3 separate regions of the Mus musculus genome follow, and all the other regions are linked to region 2. A link is a contact called in public HiChIP or PLAC-seq data. All regions are on one chromosome and are shown on one strand. The core of a region is the stretch at or near the end of the contact, and the rest is flanking DNA. Distances in the headings are between cores, read along the strand shown. Region 1 holds the start of Smim7 (small integral membrane protein 7). Region 2 has its middle 15 kb from the start of Klf2. Region 3 holds the start of Hsh2d (hematopoietic SH2 domain containing).

Region 1 (3,034 bases), core at 411-2,910, 240 kb before region 2:
CCAGCATGGCCAGTCCTTATATAGTCACCAGGCAGTCAATTCAAGGGCGTTAAGGGAGGTCATGGCAGCTGACGTCCAGAACATCTGACCCTCGCCCAGGCAGGTCCGATCCTTGATTTGGAACCTTCGCCACCATCAATCCCCCTTGCCCAAGATTAAGTTCAGGAATCCTTGCTCTAACCTGACTCTGGCCTTTTCGTTGCCCCCGCCCTCAACCCCAACCCCGCAGCACCTGTCCTCCTAACCGTAAACAAGAGCGCTCCTTTTCTTCCCTCCCACCTCATTTGCAGCCTCCTTTCCACAGCGCCTCTGTCCCCAGGGTTCGCTCCTCCACCTGCGCGAGCGTGGGAGCACTCCACGATCTCAGCCTCTGCCTCCTCCCCCATCCAGCTCCAGGATCTAGCCTGTCTCCTCCTTTCGTCTCCATCATCAAGCTAGGGGCAACCTCCCTCCTGGTAACTCCTACAATCCTCGACTCACCTGGCTCATACTTCAGGTAGATGATGGAGACGATGAAGTAGCTGAGGTCGAAAACAGGGAAGAGCGGCACCCGCGAGAAGCTGAGCGCTAGCTCGCCCAGGCTCAGCGCTGACATCAGGTCCATGGCGATGGAGGGCGCCTCCCCGGCCCCGTGCGTCCCGCGCCCCGCTGCCCGACGAATGCTCCCTCGCCACTGAGCCCGCCCCACTGCCAGGCACCGCCCCCCGCCTGCCCCCACCCCTCGGGAGAGGAGGGGTGGTGGGGGACTCCTAGCAGCCGGGAGCCCAAAATGCGGGGCCGTAGGGACGTCAGAACTCGTTCAACAGAGCCAAAAAGGCGATCTGTCCCCTGCATCCAGCACACACAAGAGGGAATCTTGTCCTTAAACATCTGCGTAGTTAGAATCCTGTCCCTTTTCCATGGGACTAACCAATTCAGGACCCCTATTTCCCTCAAAACCCGCGCCCTCGGAAGATCTCAGCCAAGAATATCATGTTTCATTCCTGAGGATCCAAAGTCAGAACCCCGCCTCCCACAAGGGGACCTCAACCAAACCCTCACGTTCTGTTTGGTTTTGTCTCTCTAAAAGGCTCCACAAGTCAGAACCCTCCTCTTTGTGGACCCCAGCCCAGACTGGATCCACTAAGTTAGGACCCTCCCGCTTCAGGAGGCCCCACAAGTTAAGATCCATCCTCTGTAGACCTTAATCCAGGCCTTATGTTCTGTAAGTCTGTCCGGTCAGGACTCTCATTCTCCGTGGGGTTACTCGAGTCAGACCTGGGAGGTCCGTGGGAGGTACAACTCAGGCAGGAGGTCATCCTGACTCTATGCACTCTGAGCCGGGATCGCAGTTCTCCGTGGGGACCCAAGTGGAGTCCTTTTGGAGTTCAGGCATCTGCCGCGCCCATATCCATATCCAAGCCGTTCACGGGCGGCTCAAGGGTCAAGGGCGCAATTTCTGTAGCCCGGAATCCATAGCCCAACCAACCCCCGAGCGGCATCAACAGCAGGGACCAGCTGTGGCACGTAACACTGAGCATGCGCGCGCGCACCCCAAGCTCCGCCCTGTAGGTGACATCATGCTACATCCTCAGTCGAACCCAACCAATGCTGATTCAGAATTGGTCAGTTCTCGTTCCACTTTCCGCCCCTCATCACGGCTTCCGTTTCCGGTTTGACGGACGCCTTGGGTGTAAGGATGATCGGAGACATACTGCTGTTCGGGTAATATGAATGAGGGGTGTTAGAGGTCGGAGAGTGGCAGTCAGAGGGGTGGGGGTGACCCTTACTGACCGTTACTGTCCCTCCGCAGGACGCTACTGATGAACGCCGGGGCTGTGCTCAACTTTAAACTGTGAGTAGGCCGCGACAGGCGGTGTCCCAGACAGCCAGGCCCTCCCACAGCCAGTCCCCGCCCACACCCTTGGTCACCGCCAGTCCCGCCCTGTGCATGCTCCACGCCCCACTAATCCTACCTCTAGCCACGCCTCCGCGCTGCTTCACCAGGCTCTGACAGTTCTGTATCACTCCAGGATCTTTAAATCTGTACTCTCTAGACCAGGGAACGGCTCAGCGGGCAGAGGCGCTTGCTGCCAAGCCTGACTACTTGAGTCCGATTCCCGGATCCCCCATGGTAGAAATCCTGTTGATTGTCCTTTTGATCTCCACACAACTGCTGCGGGATGGCACACTCATTCTTTTTTTTTTTTTTTTTTTTTTTTTTGGTTTTTCGAGACAGGGTTTCTCTGTGTAGCCCTGGCTATCCTGGAACTCACTCTGTAGACCAGGTTGGCCTCGAACTCAGAAATCCGCCTGCCTCTGCCTCCCAAGTGCTGGGATTAAAGGCGTGCGCCACCACGCCCGGCCCGGCACACTCATTCTTACTTGCAGATTAATATTAAACAAACAAAAAAAAATCTGCACCCTGGGATTGCTTGCATCTCCAAAGAGCCTCATGCTCAGGCTTATCCCTCAAGAATGCCTTTCTGGCTCTTGGACCCACTCTATCCTGTCTGTGGCTGCACACCCAGCTGTGATGGACTAGGCTGGTTGAGAGTGTCTCACAGAGGGTTGTATCACTGCCCCAGGTCACACTGCAAGTCGGGGGCAGAGCTGAAGTTCATGCCCTTCCTAGCTGAGTGTCAGGGTCAGGAAATCCGATGGTGTTTATGTTTCACGGAAAGCTGGAGTTATCTGCTGTTCTTTATAGGAAAAAGAAGGACACACAAGGCTTTGGGGAAGAATCGAAGGAACCCAGCACAGGTAAGCATGTCTTTCTACCTTCAACACTTTAAGTCGATTCCAGGGTGCCTGTTCTCTCTCACCAACCTGCGCTTTCCTCTCTTTTTCCTTTTTATTGTTGAGATGTGGTATTAGAGGGCCATGACTAGCCTTGAATGCCTGCTCCCTCTGCCTCTGCCTCTGCCTCCTAGGTGTTTGAATGACAAGAGTACTCCACCATGCTCTGTTCATCAGCTTTATTGAGTGCGTACCATATTGCCAGCCACTTAGCTGACTGCTCTGTCGGGGTGTGGGTAAAGAAAGTGATCCTGCC
Region 2 (3,173 bases), core at 180-2,679:
GCATAATGAGACTCTGGCTCTAAATAAATAAACAACAAGTCACATGGCCTGTGAGATGGCTCAGGGGTTAAGGTGATTGCAGCCCAGCCTGAGGACCAGAAAGAAGGAGGGACTGACTACTGTAAATTGTTCTCTGACCTCCACACATGACCATAGCTTTCACACACACATTAAACAAATAAATAAATGCAATATTAAGAAGCAGCGAAACACATTATGTTACTCTGGGTGTAGATGGAGGTGGTGGCACACGCCTTTAATCTCAGCATCAGGAGGCAGAGGCAGGCAGATCTCTGAGTTTAAGGGTAGCCTAGTCTATAGAGCGAGTTCCAAGACAGCCAGGGCTACAACAACCAGCACAAGAAGACCTACAGAGTCAACTAACCTGGCCCATGGGGGTCACAGAGACTGAACTACCAATCAAACAATGTATGAGCTGGACCTAGGCCCTTACACATTGGTAGCAGATGTGCAGCTTGGTCTTCTTCATGTGGCCCCTAACAGTTGGATCAGGGGCTGCTTCTGAATATGTTGCCTGCCTTGGATTCCCCTCCCCAGCTGGACCGACGGTCAGGCCTCAGTGGGAGAAGATGTGCTTAGTCCTGCTACAACTTGATGTGCCAAGGCAGGCGGGAACCCAAGGAGGCCACATCTCTGAGGAGAAGGGAAGGGGTGATGGGCATAGGGATTTGTGGGACTGGGAGTGGGGTGGGTGGGTGGGTGGGTGGTGAGACCAGAATGTAAAGTGAATAAATAAATTAATTAATAGAAAAAAATCAGTCAATCAATAAAAAGGCAGAAGGAAGAAACAAAAAAGTGGGGTTTGTGGGGATAGGGGACCAAGAAAGGCGGCTTCAATCCCCAGTTCCTGGCAATCCGGAGGCTGAAGCTGGAGGAACAGGCTGCCACACCCTATACCACTTTCTACAAGCTTTTTTGTTGTTGTTGTTATTCTGAGTTGGTTTTGTTTGTTTTTTTGGTTTTAGGGAAAAGATGCAGATTAGGCATTTCAAAGTCACACTCTTTGCAAACTAGAAACACAATAAAAAAAAATTCTGGGCTTGATTGGCCTCCTGGCTTCTGTTCATGGCCTCTTTTGTGTGAGGCACAAGACTGAAGGCCCTGTCTTTGTCATGTCAACTGCACTAGCCGGGTTAAGTGCAGATTCTTCCCAAGGTCGTAGCCCAGTTCAGTCTGGTTTGTTGTGATCCAGTACTGTAGCTTAAAGCAAGACAGTGGTGCTTGTAAGTATGTTTTAAAACTCTTTTTCCTGGACAAGCGAGGCTTGACCACTTTTAGGAACATGTTGGTTATGACTTTAAACTTTAGAAAAAAAAAAAGTCATGTAGCAAAGGGTAGCCATAGCTCACCATAGCTGTGGATACTTTTGAACTCAGGATCCTCCTCCCTGCTTCCCTAGTACATGGTTGTGTCACCTGCTTGGTGCTTGGGATGCAGCCACAGAGCTGTAGCCCTAGGACAGTGCTTATACTATGCACAAAGCTTCCCATTTCTTTATCTAGCAAGTGCTTAGAGGTTTTGAAGCAGGGGAAGTATGGTCCCATCTAGTCAGGACACTCCCTTGAGCCCAGGAGTTTGAGGCTGAAGTGGGTAACCCAGACTCTTATTGCTGTATAACAGCCCAGGCTGGGGAGATGGTGCAGCAGGTTAGACTCCTGCCACCAAGCCTAAAGACCTGAGCTCTATCTCAGGCCTCACATCACCAGTGTGAAGGAAGCAGGTTATCCTTGACCCCCTCCATAAATTAATGAGCAAGGAATGAACAAATAAAAGTACATGAGAAGAAATGGCCAGAATTTAGGAGTCAGTCCCAGCCGGCCCTCAGGGTCTCTCCTGCCAGGTCACATGACAAACCGGCTCTCCTGCAGAGAGAGTTTCCTCTAGCTGCCCTCAGGACTCCAGCCCCCACAACCCTCCACCTCCCCACCCCTGCTGGGAGAACTTTAATTTCTTGGACCATTGTTTCAATAACAACTGAAGGAAAGGCAAAGGCAGAAAGGCCACCGGAGAGCCAGAGTTCAAGTCCACTCTCAATTGTAGAGCAAGTCAGGAGGCCAGAGTGAGCATTGAGACACCCCAGCTCAAACAGAAGAGAGAAAGAGGGGGGCATGGGAGTGAGGGGAGGTAGAGCTCCATGGCTCAGCCAGCAAAGGCACTTGGTTGCTTGCTAAGGCTGGTGTCTTGAGTTTGATCCCACGAACCCACATGGTAGAAAGGAGAGACTCCAGCAAGTTGTCCTCCAAGTTCCACACGTGCATGCAAGTATGCACATGATAAATAAGTGTAAGAAGAAAGCAGAAACAGCCTACACCCCATGGGTATATGAAACTCATTTTGCCAGCTAGGTGCAGCTCATGATTGGTACATGTGTGCCTGAGAGCAGGGCTCTCACCATAGGAGTCCCCCCACCACCACCCCACCTCAGGAAAGTCAGTTTGTAGCAATTGTTCAGCCATAAACATCAGCTTCCACAGAAGCAACAACAGATGGGCAAGAGCTGCAGGGTCCTTTCCTGGTTCTAGGTCCTGAGATAGGATGTCCTGACTTCTGCAGGCTGGAGGTGGGGTGGGGATGGGGGCTCTACCTTGGGCCTCACATCACCTCGCTGCTGTCATTTTCCCTTAGTCTTGAGTGTGGGGATCAGAGGACACCTGTGGGAAGTTGTTCTTTCCTTCTATCATGTGGATCCTCTGCCCAGTGCACCTCACCAGCCTCTCATGACATTTCCACACATATGGAACAGGCTTTGGTCATACTCATTCCATCACCCTCACCTGCCCGCCCCCTGCCCCCCTCCCAGGCTGGCCTCGAACTCAGAAATCTGCCTGCCTCTGCCTCTGCCTCCTCTGCCTCTGCCCTCTGCCTCTGCCTCCCAAGTGCTGGGATTAAAGGCGTGTGCCACCAGCGCCCTGCTCTGTCCTCTTCTATAGTGCATATGTGCGTGTGTCCCAAAGGGCTGAAGAAAATAACGCTCCTTCAACATCTCTCAGCATGTCTGTCATGCTCAGAGATGGGCAAGCCTCCTGAGCCCCTTTATGAACCATGATGGAGTGTTTGAAGTGTAGATGCAGGTGATCACAGCTGACAGGCATTCAGGAGCACAAGGGCTACTGTGTGTCATACCTGGAAAATAGCCATCATGGTTCTCCCTG
Region 3 (3,285 bases), core at 710-3,209, 140 kb after region 2:
TGGATTCGTTTATTCCAGGCTGGCCTTATCTTCCCACCTCCACCTCCCAAGTGCTGGGATGACAGGGCTATTCTACCAAGTCCAGTTTACACTGTGCTGGAATATACCCCAGGCTATGGCTACATACCTGTAATGGCACTTGGGAGGTAGAGGCAGAACTACCAGGAGTTCAAATCTGGCCAAGGATACACAGGGAGATCCTGAATTAAAAATGCAAAGCCAGAGGCTGGAGAGATGACTCAGCGATTAAGAGCACTGACTGCTCTTCCAGAGGTCCTGAGTTCAAATCCTAGCAACCACATAGTGGCTCACAACTACCTATAATGAGATCTGACACCCTCTTCTGGTATGTCTGAAGTCAGCTACAGTGTACTTACATATAATAATAAATAAATCTTAAAAAAAAAAGAAAAGCCAGATGTAGTGGTGTACATCTGCCATCTTAGTACTTACAGAAGGAGACAGAAGGGTCAGACGTTTCTAGGCCAGTCTCAAAACAAAACAAAAACCTGAATTTCTCCTAATATCTGGTTTTTATTTATTTAATTGCTTTTTGTTTTCAAAAAAGATTTTAATTTTTATTTATGTGTATGTGTGTGCCTCTCTGTGTGTGAGAATGTGTGTGAGTGTAATAGCCATGTGTATGCAGGTACTACTGGAGGCCAGAAGAGGGCGTTGGATCCCTGGAGCCAGATTTACAGGGGCCATTAAGCTTATGCAGGCACTGGGAACTAAACTCAGCAACTCTGCAAGAGCAGTGTACACTCTTAACTGCCGACTCTCCAGCCTCATTCTAATATTTAAAAATTTTGAATGTGTATGGGGGGGGTGACCATGTGTACAGACACGTGTGTGTGCAGCTGTGTGTGTAGGCCTGCAGCTGACACTGGCTCTTCCTCACTTACTCTTCACTGTATGGATTGAAACAGTCTTTGAATGAAGGTTGGCTGCCTTGCCGAGTGTGACTAGACAACGTCCCTAGGAGGGTCTCCCACTGCCTCCTTTCTCTTCTTTTTTTTTTTTTTTTTTTTTGTCTTTGTTTTTTTTCAAGACGGGTTTTCTTTGTAAAGCCCTGGCTGTCCGGGGAACTTGCTCTATAGACCAGGCTGGCCTTGAACTCAGAGATCCCCCTGCCTCTGCCTCTGCCTCTGGAGTGCACCACCCACTTCAGTTTACTTCCCCTTTTTATTTCATTATTCACTGTGCTTCACAGGCAGAGACAGGCACATGTTTGCCACAGTGCTCTAGTTCTGACCGTGTTCAAGCACATTGGAGTCTAGGCCTCCAGGAGTGCAACAGACAATCCTGTCCAGGCTATCACCTACCAACATGTCTCCCAGAGTGTAGCACCATCATGAAGCAGATACACGTGTCTCTAAAGTACAGCTGAACCCAGCTACATGCTACACAGAAAGGTCTCAATGTTTATTCTCTTTCTACTTCAGAACACTCCTACAAGTCTTTCAAGACTCAATACAAATGTCCCTTCCTCCAGCCAGCTTCCCTGCCTCCCCTGCTCAAACAAAACCCTGGCCACAGTCCCACCCTCTCCCGGAGCTTCTCAGTTAAATTCCTTCCTTTCTCTGGCAGCTCCAGTAAAACCCCGTGGGGCCGGAGGGGCTTTACCTCTCTCTGCCTTCCCCTCGTGGTTTTCTTGGAACACTTGGTTTCTATGAATCAGGTCTCACCATGTAGCTAGCTGAAACCAGCCTCAAACGTGTACAGCCTGCCTCGGCCTCCAAAGCGCTGCAATGACTTGTGTGGAGAGCCATGCCAGAGTTTAGCCCTTGCAATGCTTTCCTCCTCTGGTAAACCCTTCTCTCATCTTCTAGCACCACTACACCCAGTGCTGAAGTCCCAGAGCCTCTGAAGCTGGGGCATGTTGGGATGCAGGGATGCCAGGATTCTGGATGCAGGGTGCAGGATGTAGGATGCATACCTTGGACAGCTTGGGTTGTGTTCCGAAGGGCTCTTGAGCTGGCTTGAGCTGGAGTTTAAGTTTCGGTTCAGGGTCCACACGTCAGAGGGGCAGGGCCAGGAGCCTCAGTCAGTTCCTGTTTCCTCCAGCAGGTGAACAGGGTGGGACCAGAATAACTCTCAAGGCTTGAGTCTGAGGCTGGAGTTGTTCTTGCCAAGCCTTGCTCAGTACTTACTCTCTACCAACTCTATGGAATCGCTGAGACAGCTGCCGCCCTGCTTCCCAATATTGGTATTCTTCTAGTTTTTTTCCCCCTTGAGATACAGCTTTATGCACCCCAATTGGGGTGCTGAAGTAGACTCTTGCCTCGACCTCAGGGTTTACCATCATGCCAAGATTATGCATTGCTGGGGATGGAACCCAGGGCTTCATGCTTGCTAAGTGAGCTACAATCACTTTACCTACTGAGCTACAAGCACTCTACCTACTGAGCTAGATTCCCAGCCTCTTAACAGCAACCTTGAAGTAGTCATAGGTCAGGAAATGGGCATATGGCAATCAGAGAGTGAAAGGCAACAAGTAGGAGAGGCTGCTTGGGGGGGACAGGATACAGGAACAGTATGCATATACAGGACAGGGAACTGCATATGCCCCAGACATGAAGGAGACATGAAAGGACAGACTTGCTGCACACACAACACCTATCATACCTTCCTTTGCAAAACTCATTTGAAATATCATTCTACAGTCATGTTGCCCTCTAGGCCAACATCAAAGCAAGATGGCTTGGGTCTGTAGTTGCAGTACTCAGTAGCCTGAGGCAGGAGGATTTGGGGTTCCAGGCTAGCCTGGGCTAACATAGGGACATTCAAACTCAATATCCAAACTAAACCAAAGCAAGAAAGCAAGCAAGCAAGCAAACAAACAAACAAACAAAACAAACTGGAGTAAACCATAGAGTCCATCTATCTTATTCTGGTTTTTTTCTCCCTTCTGTTTTTTATTTTTCTAAAACAGGATCTCACAGCATCCTGGCTGGCCTGGAATCCACAGAACACTGAGGATGATGTTGCATCTCTGCTCTTCCTGTCTCTATCTCCTGGGTGCTGGGATCATAGAGGTGTCTGTATTTTCTGCGATACTGGGATGGGACCCAGGAGTTCTTTCACCATATGTGAGTACCCTGCCAACTGAGCTGCAGACCCAGTCCATGCCTGATTTTTCTTCTGATTTTAAAATGAACTACAATGTATGTGCACACTCTGGGTCCTGGGTGATGTGTCCCTGTACCTAACAGGCATAGCTGACTTGGCTGTAAGCTTCCTGGCCCACCCCTTCTTGCCTCTGCACCCAGTGCATTTCCGTCT

Evidence for each region. HiChIP or PLAC-seq counts read pairs in DNA pulled down with a chosen protein or histone mark.
Region 1: an H3K4me3 HiChIP or PLAC-seq map of embryonic stem cells shows a contact between it and region 2, with 7 times the contacts expected there. The contact joins the promoter of Smim7 here to the enhancer-like site in region 2. A contact is called at or near these places in 1 of 39 promoter capture datasets (neural stem cells), 2 of 484 Hi-C or Micro-C datasets (CD8 T cells and nephron progenitors), 9 of 115 datasets of contacts at active chromatin or transcription factors (CD8 T cells, bone marrow-derived macrophages, craniofacial prominence and 3 more) and 1 of 9 other capture datasets (pancreatic islet).
Region 3: an H3K27ac HiChIP or PLAC-seq map of embryonic stem cells shows a contact between it and region 2, with 12 read pairs. The contact joins the promoter of Hsh2d here to the enhancer-like site in region 2. A contact is called at or near these places in 6 of 39 promoter capture datasets (3T3-L1-derived adipocytes, the C10 cell line, cranial neural crest and 3 more), 1 of 484 Hi-C or Micro-C datasets (nephron progenitors), 2 of 115 datasets of contacts at active chromatin or transcription factors (CD8 T cells and embryonic stem cells) and 3 of 9 other capture datasets (adipose tissue, liver and pancreatic islet).

Annotation. Positions count from the first base shown.
Region 1 is chr8:72,569,674-72,572,707 of GRCm38.p6, reverse strand. Smim7 (small integral membrane protein 7) reads left to right here and starts at 1,660. Exons shown (of 5, transcript NM_172396.3): 1 at 1,660-1,704; 2 at 1,793-1,834; 3 at 2,690-2,742. The coding sequence starts at 1,679. Tmem38a (transmembrane protein 38A) reads right to left here and starts at 885. Exons shown (of 6, transcript NM_144534.2): 1 at 481-885. The coding sequence starts at 604.
Region 2 is chr8:72,332,342-72,335,514 of GRCm38.p6, reverse strand. No RefSeq gene overlaps it. Among named protein-coding and RNA genes, the nearest start is that of Klf2, 15 kb to the right of the region's middle. Within about 2 kb of position 1,429, at least 16 of the 459 cell types and tissues checked have an H3K27ac peak or open chromatin away from gene starts, as enhancers often do. A contact at or near this core is called in embryonic stem cells, where this site is marked.
Region 3 is chr8:72,188,342-72,191,626 of GRCm38.p6, reverse strand. It overlaps Hsh2d (hematopoietic SH2 domain containing), which reads right to left and starts at 1,959. Exons shown (of 6, transcript NM_197944.1): 1 at 1,940-1,959.